Linked DNA regions of Mus musculus: regions 1 and 3 are each linked to region 2. The links are chromatin contacts, called in public Hi-C maps. All regions are on one chromosome and are shown on one strand. Each heading gives the region's core, a stretch centred on a gene start, on an enhancer-like site or on the middle of the called end of the contact. The rest is flanking DNA. Distances are from core to core; before and after follow the strand shown. Region 1 has its middle 16 kb from the start of Gm30827. Region 2 overlaps Gm30575 (a long non-coding RNA gene). Region 3 overlaps Gm30382 (a long non-coding RNA gene).

Region 1 (4,555 bases), core at 1,497-3,996, 100 kb after region 2:
GCCTAAATATTTTAGTCTTTTGTTTAATGGGGTGGTAATTGTTTTCAGATCAAGATGAGACTCTTTAGTGCCTTTCCAATGGAGACTTCACCCAGTGATCATTTTACGATAGCTTTTTAAAAACCTGCTTTGTTCAGTAGCCAAAGAAGTACTGTAGAATTGGAGGGGGGGGGGCTGTCAATGGTTGTGATTGTGACTTCTGTACCCTAATTTTGGCTAACTGCTTTGAGTACAAAGTATTATGGAGAAAACACACCGTCGTTGAGAGCTATTAGTGATCATTCAAAAATTGTCTTGAAAGCATTGTTCTTCCTTTTATATGATCTTGGATTTGGCAAATCTCTAAAGGTGTAAAATGCAGTGCAAATAAGATTTCTCTGCTTTTCGATGACAAAATTGGGCAACTTAAAGAAAAACTAACGTGCCGTCGAAGCACTTCAGCTGACATTTTCAATCACTAGGGTAGTAAGTGTTGGCAACAGAAAACGAATTTAGAAATGCAGATAGCCCCGGGAGCAGGTAGTTAGGGAATTCGGAATATTGAATCATGTGGGCTAGACCAAACCAATTACTTCAAGTTTTGACATGAGAATTTCCAATAAATAACTTTTGTTTTCCAGGCTTTTCGCCCAGCTTTATTAGTGGAGTGACATCAAAGCACCCAGCAGAACTTCCGAATGCCATGAAAGCGAATATGAATACATAGCTCTCCCATGCAGTGCCCAGAGTCCTACTTTCAGATGGGCACTGGGGAGTTTTCAGTGCTGTAGTTCTCACCTCAGCAGAAGCACGGGGCTGCTGGGTGTTTCTCAGAACATGCAGGGCAGTAGAGTGCTTCAAAACCAAGACTTACTTCGGGTTAGGACTTTGATCAGTCCTGGCACTCACTCTGTGTGCTTTCTGAACAAATTTAAGGTCGTAATTTACTGTCCTTAAGTAACATGGCAAACTGAGAAAAGGGACAGAGATGTGGTGAAGGTCAGAGGAACTGTCAACCTGCAAACCCCAGGAATAAAACGTTACTGCTCTGCTTTCTCTGAAAATATTTATTTGACCTAACTTTTGTGAAAAATTACTTAAACAATGGTTCATTACCAGATGTGTTATGGACAAGAGGCAGCACTACAAATTTATTGTTGTCTGTGATCTTCATTCACCTGCACCCCACCTGTGAAGCAAGACTCTGGTTTGATTTTAACGAAACCTTTATCACTTACCTAAGTGCTGATAATTATAACCCAGGCTAGGTGGATTTCGGTTAAGAGCCAAACAGTTTTGGACAGAGAAGAACCGAGCATCCTGCAAAGTGCAACTTTTAGTAATTTCCCTGCAGGAAGCTTACACTTTGTGATCTTGATTCTTTGTATCTGCTTCTGAGTCTTGAAGGGTCATTTGACACCTGCCTGCATTTGATCGGGTAGATTCTTGTAAAACAACGCCACAGTTTTGTAGGTAATATGTGCTAGAAATGAGGTGTGTTGTGGACGAAGACTGTTTTACAAGCATGCTTATCTAAATTGAAGGTTTTGATGACGTACTAAGAATAGCAATGTTTGTAGCTGAGCGGAAAAAGGACTTAGATTCTTGTAGGTATCTTGGTCAGTTCCGAGTCAGTTCACTCAGGCTCAACTGTTTTGGAACTATTTTAAGCAAAGATTAAAACATTTCTACTTGGAAGCTAGATGAAAATCATAGGTTGGTTAGGCTTTCTGTTACATAACACTAGTTCTTCAGGCATACCCAAATACTCATCTCTGCAAATAATTCCTGATTAAAGGTTGAAAAGGCATTTAATCATCAGATTACGCTAATTAGAGTGATCTTATCAGAAAAGTAGACTGAGACTATTCTGTAAAATCTTCGGTTGCCTGAGATGCTCTCAAAGATTGGGTGAAGAACTGGCTTTTTTTTTTAAAAATTCTTTAAGAACAGCTTAAGGAAATGGTTTGTTTAATATAAAGATAGATGGCTAATTACTGTAATTAGGTACTGTGAATCATAACACATAGTATACTGACCTGAGTGGTCACCAACAAGGAGTGAGTGGGCCCTATTAGACTTCAGTTAGTCACCCGGATCTGATGTGTAGGTTTTCTTAAGCATGTGTTATATACTAGAGAAATTCCTTAATGTAATTTTGATGTAAGTCGTTATTTTTAGGCAGGTCACGGACCATAAGAATAGAAAGGTCCAATCAGCTAAAAATACTTTTAAACACACACACACACACACACACACACACACACACACACACACACACACACATATATATTAGGTCATTGGTTGATACATTAAATGCAGTAATCTGCATATTTCTAAAACAAATTTTAATTCAATAAGTTTTGAAAGCTTATTATTTGTGTTCCCCCCCCCTTCCTTTTTTATTTGACAAGCAAATACTCCCTGGGGAAAATCAGTTTAAGGAACTGAACTCATAATACCTTCCCATAGAGTGCAGTTATGGGACATGCTTTGGAAATGTCTGAGGAGCACAAAGCAAATTCCGATACAATTTGTTTAATTACAACAAAAATACAGCACTATGAAGTCATAGTGTTTGTCTTCATAGAGGGTTTTATGCATTGTGGTGGTAAGTAAAATCCCATCACACTTGTATAAATTTGTTCAATTACCAGAACAACTAAAAGGAAAAAAAAAATCAATTTAGGTTGAAAAGCAACAGAAATTAGATTACCTTGGTTAGTAGAAACTTGCCAGCAGTGTTGAAATTGCTTAATAATATCAAAAGCCACACCAGCAGTGTGAGGGCGTTGGCTTCTGTTGTAATATGCACATGTTTGCTTACTGGGTTAATTTTTTTTTTAATGTATCTCTTCCCTTTTCTCTTCCTGTTTTTATTTTCACGGAAATTGTCAGATAGCATGCGAGAAGCTGTACATTTGGGTGTTATCGTTCCTTGTAGAGGTTGCTTTCTTAGACTCTTTGATCAGTTAATATTTTGGATCAGTGTTGTGAAATGCTATGCATGATTTTAGGAATCTGAAGAAACTCCCTCCATCACAAAGGAGCCAGTTAGCAGCCCCAGGAACACTTTAGGATTTCTCTCTCTCTCTCTCTCTCTCTCTCCCTCTCTCTCTCTCTCTCTCTCTCTCTCTCTCTCTCTCTCTCTCTCTCTCTCTCTCGTTTATCACCAACACTAGAGTTATATGGAACCCTCGATCTTAAATTCTGAGCACAATAAAGTAGTACAGATAGCTGGGCACCTGTTTTATGGCCACCTTGATTCATTCTGCCACGGAGCTTCACCCAGTTGCAGTAATAGTCACAAGGGCTGCTCCAAAGCCACCGGGCTGTTTTTAGGTCATGAAGTCAACTTCCTGGAATTTCTAGGGAAACCAGTTGAAAGGAGGAGGACAAATGTCACTTTAAATAGAGATGTTTAAACCAGATTTCTGCCTGAGGGTAAAATTTAGGTCTCTCTTAGCCCGGATGTAATGTCTCCCTCTGCAGAGCAAGGCATTAATCAGGGCAGGGCATGAAAACGGGGGACGAAAACGGGTCCCAGTTGGTTCTGCCGTTGATGCCTTCCTTGCCCCAATCTGTGAGGAACATCTTACAAACATTAAAAGGCAGACACGGTACCTCACATCAATTTCTGAATTTCAGCACTGCAATTAGTTTCTTTAAAAGAAGCCCACATAAAGCTGGGGATGGGCTAAGATAAAACCTGGACCCCCTCGAAGCCATTTTAAAGGGGTGGATCTAGCACTTCATAAAATCAGATGTGCAGGGTTGAGAAGCATGCCGGAGAAGCACCCCTAAGTCAATGACCAATTTTTAATTCTATTCTAGAATATATTAAATAACCTTGATATATATTTTTAAATTATCCGATAGAAAAAAAGAAATGGCGATAAAAGAGAACGTTAATCCTTGGCTGTGAAGGATGGTGGAAGCTGCTAAGATGGTTGCTTAACCTGAGACAGATCATCAAATCCAACCAATATTATTTTGTCAGAACAAAAGCATATAGAGCCTGTGTCCTTTTCTGATATGCACAATGAAATTTTAGCTCAGTAGTGACAAAAAGATGGGCCAGGGCAGTCTAATAAATAATGAAAAAGGCATGGCTTAGCCATCAAAGCATACCGTTTAACCCCATTCTTTGCCATCCATATACACAAAGCAAACAATTTATATTCTGATCCTCTTGATACAATGGTATTTCTAGATAGTTTTAGGTTAAGAATTAATGCAAGTTTAAAATCCAAACTCTGTTTGGTTGCTTGATGCATCTCTTTGGAAATGATTTGGCGAGTTCAGCTCTGTTCTGCTTTCAAGGACTTTTCAGCCTTTGGACCATAAAGCAGCCACACTGCCCACTGTTGCCACTCTCCGTGACACTGCTGTGCCGGTCTATACGTCTGACTGTACTCCAGCATTGGACGGCAGAACAATCTAACCCCAACTACTGTCAAAATGGCAGTTGGCTGGTGGGGCGGGACTTTGGTCTTGACTAATGCTTTTTTTTCCCCCTTAGAGGATAGTAACCCAGAGTTACTAGTTTGCCATAAGATGGCTGAACCATGACACA
Region 2 (4,049 bases), core at 1,258-3,757:
GCCAGGGCTACATAGTGAGACTCTCAAACAAAACAAACAAGCAAACACAAGCCAGGCAGAGCCTTGGAGCTGAATTCAGACAGGCAGCACCCACACAAGGGTGAGAGAAAGCATGTGCCTGGAACGAAGCACTTGGGCTTGGGGGAGTGCAGCGATGGAGATGTGAGAGAAGCAGAGGCAGGAGGATTGCTGAGGCTGGCTGGTTCCCAGGCTATCCAGAAACACAGAGCTCTGGGCTCAGTGTGTGAGAGCCGATCCCTGCTCTTCCCCTTGACCTGAGTGGGCATGGGCACACACACTGTACACAAATACAGAAGAAAATTAAAACAAAACAAAACAAAACCCTGAAAGGAAGAACAGTCCCTCACAAGCACGAACCGCTCCCACCTCCGGGGCTCAGGGCATGACAAGGGCTCACATTTGAGATGTGAGGATCAAGCATTTTGAAGAAGCAGATTATTGTTATTAACAGCACTGTCTCTTTGAATGTAGTTTTGCAAGTGGTTGAAGTTTCAAAGCACAAGCCCCATCCTTTCTTTAAGGTGTGTCGTGAACCTACTCTGTGCCTCTCTCTAGCTGTGAGAGCTGAGGGTAGGACCAGAAGCCAGCTGTGTGATTCTTCTGTTCTGTAGGGTGTTGTTGAATCTCCTGTAACCTTCATAGAGAGGGGGTGGCACCCGGTGCAGCTAGCTTTCTTTCAATTCAGCCCAGTGGAATGGATGGAATTTCTAAGTGTGCTGGTTAGAGACTATTGTTCCCAACCTGAACAGAAACCTCTCCTTGAATGGCCTCTTTGGCACTTTGGAGGTCACCATTCAAAGGCGTCATCTTGAAGTTTCTTAACCTGGGATGTCGTTTGCCTGAGATGTAAATCTTGCAAGTCGGAATGAATGTCTATTTTTCTCAGGGAAGGGTGAAGAACATTCCTGGGATCCCCCACTCCCAAAAGAAAGTCTGTTACTCCTGCTAACAGCCACAGCTTCCGCTTGCCAGTATAGCTTTAGCACAGTGGTCTGAGTGAGCTCCTGGCCTCAGTTACATTGTAACCTCTGTCTTCCTCTCGCAGTGAGTTGCTTTGCATAGTTTGCACTTTTGCCTGCCCAGGCTCCTCCGGGTTTATTTCACAACTCTTTTCCCTGCTGCTGACCTGGAGCTATGTTAAGCGACCATCTAAAAGAATGCTTTTCTAAACGATTGTTTCTGAGCACTGTTCTTTTAGTCAACATAGATTTGTTAAGCACCAGTTAATGTCAAGTACTTCCAGATTTCAGAAATAATAGAACACACTGTTGTCTTCTCCAGAACTTCCGGGGCTTTGGAGAAGACATGTATCTATGGAGAGAAACTCCAATCAATCCACTAGTCTGTGTGTAAATGGAGAAGATCTTCTGTGAGACTGTAATTTTTCAAAACAGCTTGTCTCAACTCATCTTGAGATAGAAAGGAAAGGATAGAAAACAAGGAGTGGTGACATTTGGCCAGTGGGACAAAGGTCAACTCCATCCCACCTTGTTTGTCCTCCTGCCACATGCCACCCCCATGCATGTCATGGGGGCTGGGGTGGCTGAATAGGCTTTTAGAGATGGCTGCAGGGTGGGGTGAGGGAAAAGCTCAGAACAGGGCAGGGGGAAACTGGTTGTGTGTGAAGCCTGGGCTAAATTCGAATGTTTGAGTGATCTAGTCTCACAGATGATATTCCATCACATATCAGATTGAGATTATGAAACTTTCTGGAGGGTAATCCCCTTGGAAGTCTTTAAAATGTGGTAAGACCCAACCTTCCGACAAAACCGCTTCCCAGTAGCCTGCAACCTTAATTTCCTCGTTTCTTCCATTCCTCCTTAACAAGGGTCCTTCCCTCCAGCTTAGTCACAGGGCTGAGAGATAAAGAAAAGGGGGCATATTTGACAACAGAAGCAAATTATTTTCCTTCTTTCTGGCTTCACTGACTTCTTTCTGACTTCCACACTATCGGTAACCGAAGCCATCCCTTCTACCATTTCCGATGTTTCCAGTCTTGTTTGCTTGAAGCCTCATCCACAGTGTAAATGTCAGCATGCAGCCACTCCTCACCACCACACACACACAAGGTTATATGGGCTTATGGCTTTGTTTGTTTGAGGTGGTGTTGCTTTCTTTAGTATTCTCGGTTAAAAAATCACAGAACTGGCAACCTGGTTTCTTCTTTCTAGATTTTCCTCTTCCCTGTACATTTTCCCTGCTCTCTTTTCTTAGACGAGCCTACTTTTCTTGCTAGATTCCTTAAGATTTACAGTAAACTGTGTCAGGAAGCACGTGACTCACTTCAGTTTTGCTGCTCGATGCATTCAGAGGGCTACCCTGGAGAGAGCTGTTTAATCTAAACCTCATTGGGTGGCCCGTCCCGGAAGCCTCTGCCACCGCTGATGAAATGACAGAAGTCCTCTCCGAAGCGCTTAGATGAGAGCTGGTTGTTAGAAAGCTGCTCCTGAAGAAGTAAGTTCTGATCGGCAGTGGGGCAACAGTCATGAGATTCTTGTGAAATGTTTGCTCTCTGAAGAGTTCACAAGCTGTGGCGAGTCTGAGCACTCTCCGTGAACACCCTGCAGCCCTGTCCACCCACACTGGCCCAGGTGCAGAACCTGTGAGGTCGCCGTTTGGCAGGGTCACACCAACCTCATGGGAGACAGACAGAGGTAAATCCTGTTTCCTGGCTCTCAAGGAAAGCAAGTCCGGTCAGTTCTAAGGCTGCCATGGGCTTATCTGGTCGTTATGCTTAGTTCCAGCATCCATTCAGGTGTTCTGAGCGTTCCCTGGGCTCAGTTCTGTTGAGTTTGTTCAGCACAGAGACTGAATAAGGCTTAACAAGGAATTAGTTAATTCCTGTAAGTGCATGAGAATCTTTATGCTGGAGAAAAGAAACAATAATTTAAAAATAAAGACTATTTTGATTGTACATACCAACATACTTGGATAATGTCTACTCTTTTATTTTTAAGGCTTTCAGTTAACAAGAGTTACTTAGATGGGGGCAAGGTGGCTTTCATATTTTCAAGCCACTTTCCCTCAGCCTTACATATATAAGTATATTTAAAACCAAATTAAATAATGTATTTTGAAAGCGCTTATATTCATCTTACTGCCAAGCAAAGATCCAATTACTCCAATAGATTGAATTTTGTGGAGAAGCAGAATTGCTAACCAGTCTGTACCCAGTGACGTCGGGCAGTTTCTTGAAGAACAGGTTATTGTATGCTCGGCTTGTTTTCAGATCATTGTAGGATCAAAGAATAAAAAAGGGCAACACAGGGCAAGGCAGACAAAGCTTGTTGGATGAATGAAAATTGATGGTGTTAATGATAATAGGATTGATTTATAAATTGTCTTACCTCTGCAACTTTCTATGTTTATCTTTTTAGTAAATTACAAAAGAATACTCCAGCATTCTGACTGGCTAAAAAGTTAAATCGAGGGCTGTAGAATGGTCACAAGTAACTTTTTTACCACCATACTTAACAAAATGTTAATTAAATAGAAAAAAATTTAAAATTATCCCATAAAAACTTGGGTACATGAAAGCTGAAAATGGCAACAGCGTGGGGCAGATTCAAGCCCAGATGCCCCATGCCTACCAGCACCAGAACCCTGATGCCAGGGCCTGGACTCCTATTCATTATTCAGAACTCACTTGGCCTTTTTAGGTTTCCTGTATCTGATCCTCTGGTGTAAGAGGATTTTTATAAGGCCATTCATTCCCTGAAGAGGGAAGCCTAAAATCTTTGTTGTTGTTGTTGTTGTTTTGTTTGTTTATTTGTTTGTTTTACCACAAAGTGCTCACACCAAAGCCAACTGGGCTAGCACATCGTTTCCCCTGCCCAGCATTCCATTCCTGCACTGGATGTGGCTATGTCCAAAGGCTCGTTGGCCTTCGCATCCTAGTGTGATGGGTGATGATCCCCAGAATGCCTCCTACTTCTCTCTCCTGAATAACTTTAGTCTTGATTGCTGCTTGTGATGTGCCTGGTCCTCTGCTTCCTCCTTGGAGTCTGTCTTCAGTTTCCCACCTGTCC
Region 3 (4,091 bases), core at 16-2,515, 99 kb before region 2:
GAAAAAGGAGAGGGATTGTTGTTTAAAGCAATGGGACTTAACATTTTAAGCCCATTACCTTTGAACCAACACGTCCACTCATCTATCATCATCTATCATCTATCATCATCTATCATCTATCCATCTATCTGTCTGTCTATCTATCTACTATTTATCTAGCTATTTGTCTATCTATTATCATCCAGCTACCTCTTTTAGGCTTAGATTTTGCAAGAAAAAATTTTTATTCTTGAACATAGGTGGATATCTGTGCCTTGAGTTTACAACCCCGTATGTGTGAAGTGTGGACTCTTAGCATGTTACTGGGTTTGCAGGTAAAATTATTTTTCATGGGATTTTTCAAAAATAGAATTTCACTTTTCTCTGAGTGAAAATATTTAGGCTAATGAACTTTCTGTTAGATTCCTCAAGTCTACGGAAATATAAACTAGGTTACCTGCCAACGAAAAGAGCAATGGGATGTGGGGAAACACAGTTCTTACAAATGCATAGCTTCTAAATATGTGCTAGATTGATTTGATTCCTGAATAAAGCTTGCTTTTACCACCTCCATTTAATTAAGAATAACCAAGACACACACACACACACACACACACACACACACACACACACGTATGTGTATATGTATATGTATATGTATATGTATATGTATATGTATATGTATATGTATATGTATATGTATATGTATATGTATATGCATATGTATATGTATATGTATATGTATATGTATATGTATATGTATATGTATATGTATATGTATATAATATCACAAAACCTCTTCCTTTTATACAGATGATGAGTCTCCAGGTTAAGTGGGTAGAGGTTCACCTCAGATTATCTACAAACACTGAGTAGGTTCCCGAATGTGACAACGCTACTTTCTCAATTAAATGCAACTTTAAAGGCACACCCTATCCACCCATTATCACACATACCCACACCTACAGGGACCCACAGCTACACACTTTAAAAGTTATAGGGGAAAACCTGCAGAAACTGCCCTTAGTGGCTAAATGACTACAATCCCAGGACTCTAGAGTTGTGATATCTAAAATTGTTGCAGGTTGAAGGCAGTAACAGCTTACTTCTACCCTTTTGCATAGCTTCTGCACATCCCAGCATGCTAACAGAGTAATAAGACTTCCCCTTAAAGGAAAAAGTGCTCATTAGCATTTTGTAATTCCATGTTGTGTATCAGGTTTCTTCCAGGTTATGAAAAGGTTGGGGATCCACTCACGGTAGCGCATCAAAAGTGTAAAGGCGGCAGGTGAATTTCTCTTTGTTGTGGGCTCCGAGAAATAATCGTTTAAAGGTCAGTTGCACTAGAAAAAGAACATTTGTTTAATAAGTAACTCATTTTGGGATATGCTGCACTTTTAAAGGTTACAGAACAGAGCAAGTTGCTAGTGATGTCAGCAAGAAGTATATTAAAATCATTGGTCCTATAAGAACAATGCTTTGTTTGATTCAAGTTTCCACACATTCTTGTATAGCCCACCATACATTTCCAAAGAGCCCATGTTCAGATTAGGAAGATATCTCAGTGGGTGATGATTTGCTGTGCAGATAAAAGATTCTTAGTTGAAACTTCTATAACCAACACTTAAGAAAATATAAAAAGAGCTAACTATGGTTGTGTAATGTCAACATTAAAGGGAAGAGAAGCAGGGAGATCCTGGGAGATTTTTGGTAAGGTAGCCTGGCCAAAACAGCAAACTTCCAATTCAGTGAGACAACCTGTCTCAAAGGAATCGGGTGCAGAGCCACAGCAGAAGACATCTGTGGCTTCTGTGTTCATGCTCAGGTTCACCCAGCTGCATACTCCCATGCATTACAACAGACACACCACACATACAACACACACCACACATACAACACATACAACCTAAACTTCTCATAACATGAGTCCAAAGACCCTTGACCTGCACACTTTACCTCTCTTCTCAGTTGCTAAAAACAACAGTAAGTGCACACAAGAGCATGTCAGAATGTGACACTCACATGCACGAGCACACACACACACACACACACACACACACACACACACATTGCACACACCCTATTTGCCCCACTCCCTCAGAGCTATTATTCTATAAGGATGTCTGTGAATCATGGGTTACATGTTTCTTCTTGAGTTCCTGAGACTGTGAAACAAAATGGTCTTGATACCAAGTCCTATATGAAAAGAAGACATTATTGATTCAGCTATATAAACAAAAGCTATTGATTTATCTTTTCCCAGTCCAAGACCAACTTCCCACCCTGCCCTCCTCTGGAAAAAAAAGACAAAGAGAATTTGATTTGGCAATGAAATGAAAAGTTAATCTGATATATAGACAAAAGAGAAAGAACAAAAAAAAATTTGGAATAGGGGCAAAAATCTTTTAATTCTAGAAGGGCTTTTTTTTTTTTTTAATAAGAACTGAATGAAAGCAGTACTTTATTTAACACAACTCGTGTGCTATTAAAATTTTTTGCCTTAGGGATATGATGTACAACAAATAAAAGCTGTTTAGTTGTTTTTATATTTAGCCTTTTATTTTGTCTTTGTGAGGCAATGTTTTAAAGCTGTAATAATTTTCTCTAGAGCATTAGCTCATTGCTTGAGATAAGTATATGAAGAAATAACTCTAAGAAAAACCTTCTGATCGTTTGATTGCTTGTGAGTTACATTCCTTCCCCCTCTACACATCCGCTGCTAAGCTCCTTAGTTAGAATATTGTCTGGGTAGCAAATTATAAGTCCTCAGATTTTTATAATGAGTTGATTTTTAACACACGATGACTTGTCTATTTAATTACAGTGTGAAAACAATACATTTTCAAAAAAAATGGACTGAGATTCACCATTTAGATAAAAGGAGCTGGAAAGCTCATAACACTCGGACTATTGTAAGGTTCTTTTAAAAAAAGAAAAGAAAACTCCCCAGAAGTCTACGAGTCATTTGCAATTAGAAAAGAATGTGACACTCTTATTTCAAGCAACTTGGCTATGAATCGTGGAGCTATTCCCTTAATTTGACTTGCTGTTCATTTGAGAGAGGGCAAAATCTATTTCCTGGGCAATTTTGCAAAGCAAAGATATTAATACTTTGGGGCTTAATTGTATCCTGTGTTTAAATACACCCTGGGTGAAACTCAGACCTTGGCTTAATTGCTGTGAGAAATAGCCTGATTTCTCCGAGATTAGGCACACGCTCCGTGCTCTTTGACCCCAGAGCACCTCCTTCAGAATTAATCTTCTAAGGTAGAAGGATTGCTTTTCTGTGTGCAGCGGGGCCATTGGCGACAAACGAGGACTTAATAAACTAACTTCGCCCTTCCAAGACTTCCCCGTCAATGTTTCTCATCTATTCACTTCACACATCTCTTGTCCAGCAGCTTATTAGTAAATAACCCTAAACTTGGCAGGGGAAATCATTTTAATGGCATCTTTTTTAATTAGAGGACTTTGAAATTTAAATTGGCTGCCTCGGAAATAAATCTATAAAAGAAAACTTTCATTTTTACTAATGAAACATGAAGCGCTCAAAATAGCCCCTTTCAAGCAAAGTCCACAGTCCTCTTGAAAAGACAAACAATTCATATTTACTTAAAATTCTGCTCTGCAGCTGTATTGTGTCGAGTTCATCTCGTGTTCGAAAGTGCTTCTGCTTTCCCAGCATCCCCTCAGAACTGTTTCTGTAAGATGTAACTCAATGTTCTGGTTCTAAAATATTTATATTAATCAAAGTTCAGGCTGTTTATATTTTTTGGCAATAGAGCTTTTCTTTTAAAATGATGCTCTTGCATTTAACTAAACAAAAGTGCTGAAACTGCCTGTCATACAAATTTCAACACGGTACAGTCGGCGATAGAGCTGTGAGGCCGGGACCAGAGGCAAACTGGTTCAGAGCTTCAGGTTAACCTTGGGAGGGTGATACTGTCGGTGTCTAGGACTCACCTCTTGGGAACCCTACCCTTGTCAGGTGATGGTGCACGCCTTTAGTCCCAGCACTGACTGGGGAGACAGAGGCAGGTGGATCTCTCAATTTGAGGCCAGCCTGATCTATAGAGTGAGTTCTGTGACAGACAGGGCTCCATAGAAAAATC

What was found. Hi-C and Micro-C count contacts between places; a contact is called where the count stands out from the background.
Region 1: a Hi-C map of liver shows a contact between it and region 2, with 2.2 times the contacts expected there. The contact joins two enhancer-like sites. A contact is called at or near these places in 19 of 484 Hi-C or Micro-C datasets (bone marrow-derived macrophages, cortical neurons, embryonic stem cells and 6 more) and 7 of 115 datasets of contacts at active chromatin or transcription factors (bone marrow-derived macrophages, embryonic stem cells, extraembryonic endoderm stem cells and 4 more).
Region 3: a Hi-C map of liver shows a contact between it and region 2, with 2.5 times the contacts expected there. The contact joins two enhancer-like sites. A contact is called at or near these places in 2 of 39 promoter capture datasets (frontonasal cranial neural crest and maxillary cranial neural crest), 1 of 15 datasets of contacts at CTCF or cohesin (the NIH/3T3 cell line), 9 of 484 Hi-C or Micro-C datasets (bone marrow-derived macrophages, cerebral cortex, cortical neurons and 5 more) and 1 of 115 datasets of contacts at active chromatin or transcription factors (liver).

The regions. Positions count from the first base shown.
Region 1 is chr3:148,980,777-148,985,331 of GRCm38.p6, reverse strand. It overlaps a transcript of Adgrl2 not described here. Among named protein-coding and RNA genes, the nearest start is that of Gm30827, 16 kb to the left of the region's middle. Within about 2 kb of position 2,746, at least 15 of the 459 cell types and tissues checked have an H3K27ac peak or open chromatin away from gene starts, as enhancers often do. A contact at or near this core is called in liver, where this site is marked.
Region 2 is chr3:149,082,064-149,086,112 of GRCm38.p6, reverse strand. Gm30575 (a long non-coding RNA gene) reads right to left here. Exons shown (of 3, transcript XR_003954583.1): 1 at 560-4,049. Among named protein-coding and RNA genes, the nearest start is that of Gm30575, 5.7 kb to the right of the region's middle. Within about 2 kb of position 2,507, at least 14 of the 459 cell types and tissues checked have an H3K27ac peak or open chromatin away from gene starts, as enhancers often do. A contact at or near this core is called in liver, where this site is marked.
Region 3 is chr3:149,179,490-149,183,580 of GRCm38.p6, reverse strand. It overlaps Gm30382 (a long non-coding RNA gene), which reads left to right. Exons shown (of 3, transcript XR_001784032.1): 3 at 1,199-2,394. Among named protein-coding and RNA genes, the nearest start is that of Gm52619, 5.5 kb to the right of the region's middle. Within about 2 kb of position 1,265, at least 3 of the 459 cell types and tissues checked have an H3K27ac peak or open chromatin away from gene starts, as enhancers often do. A contact at or near this core is called in liver, where this site is marked.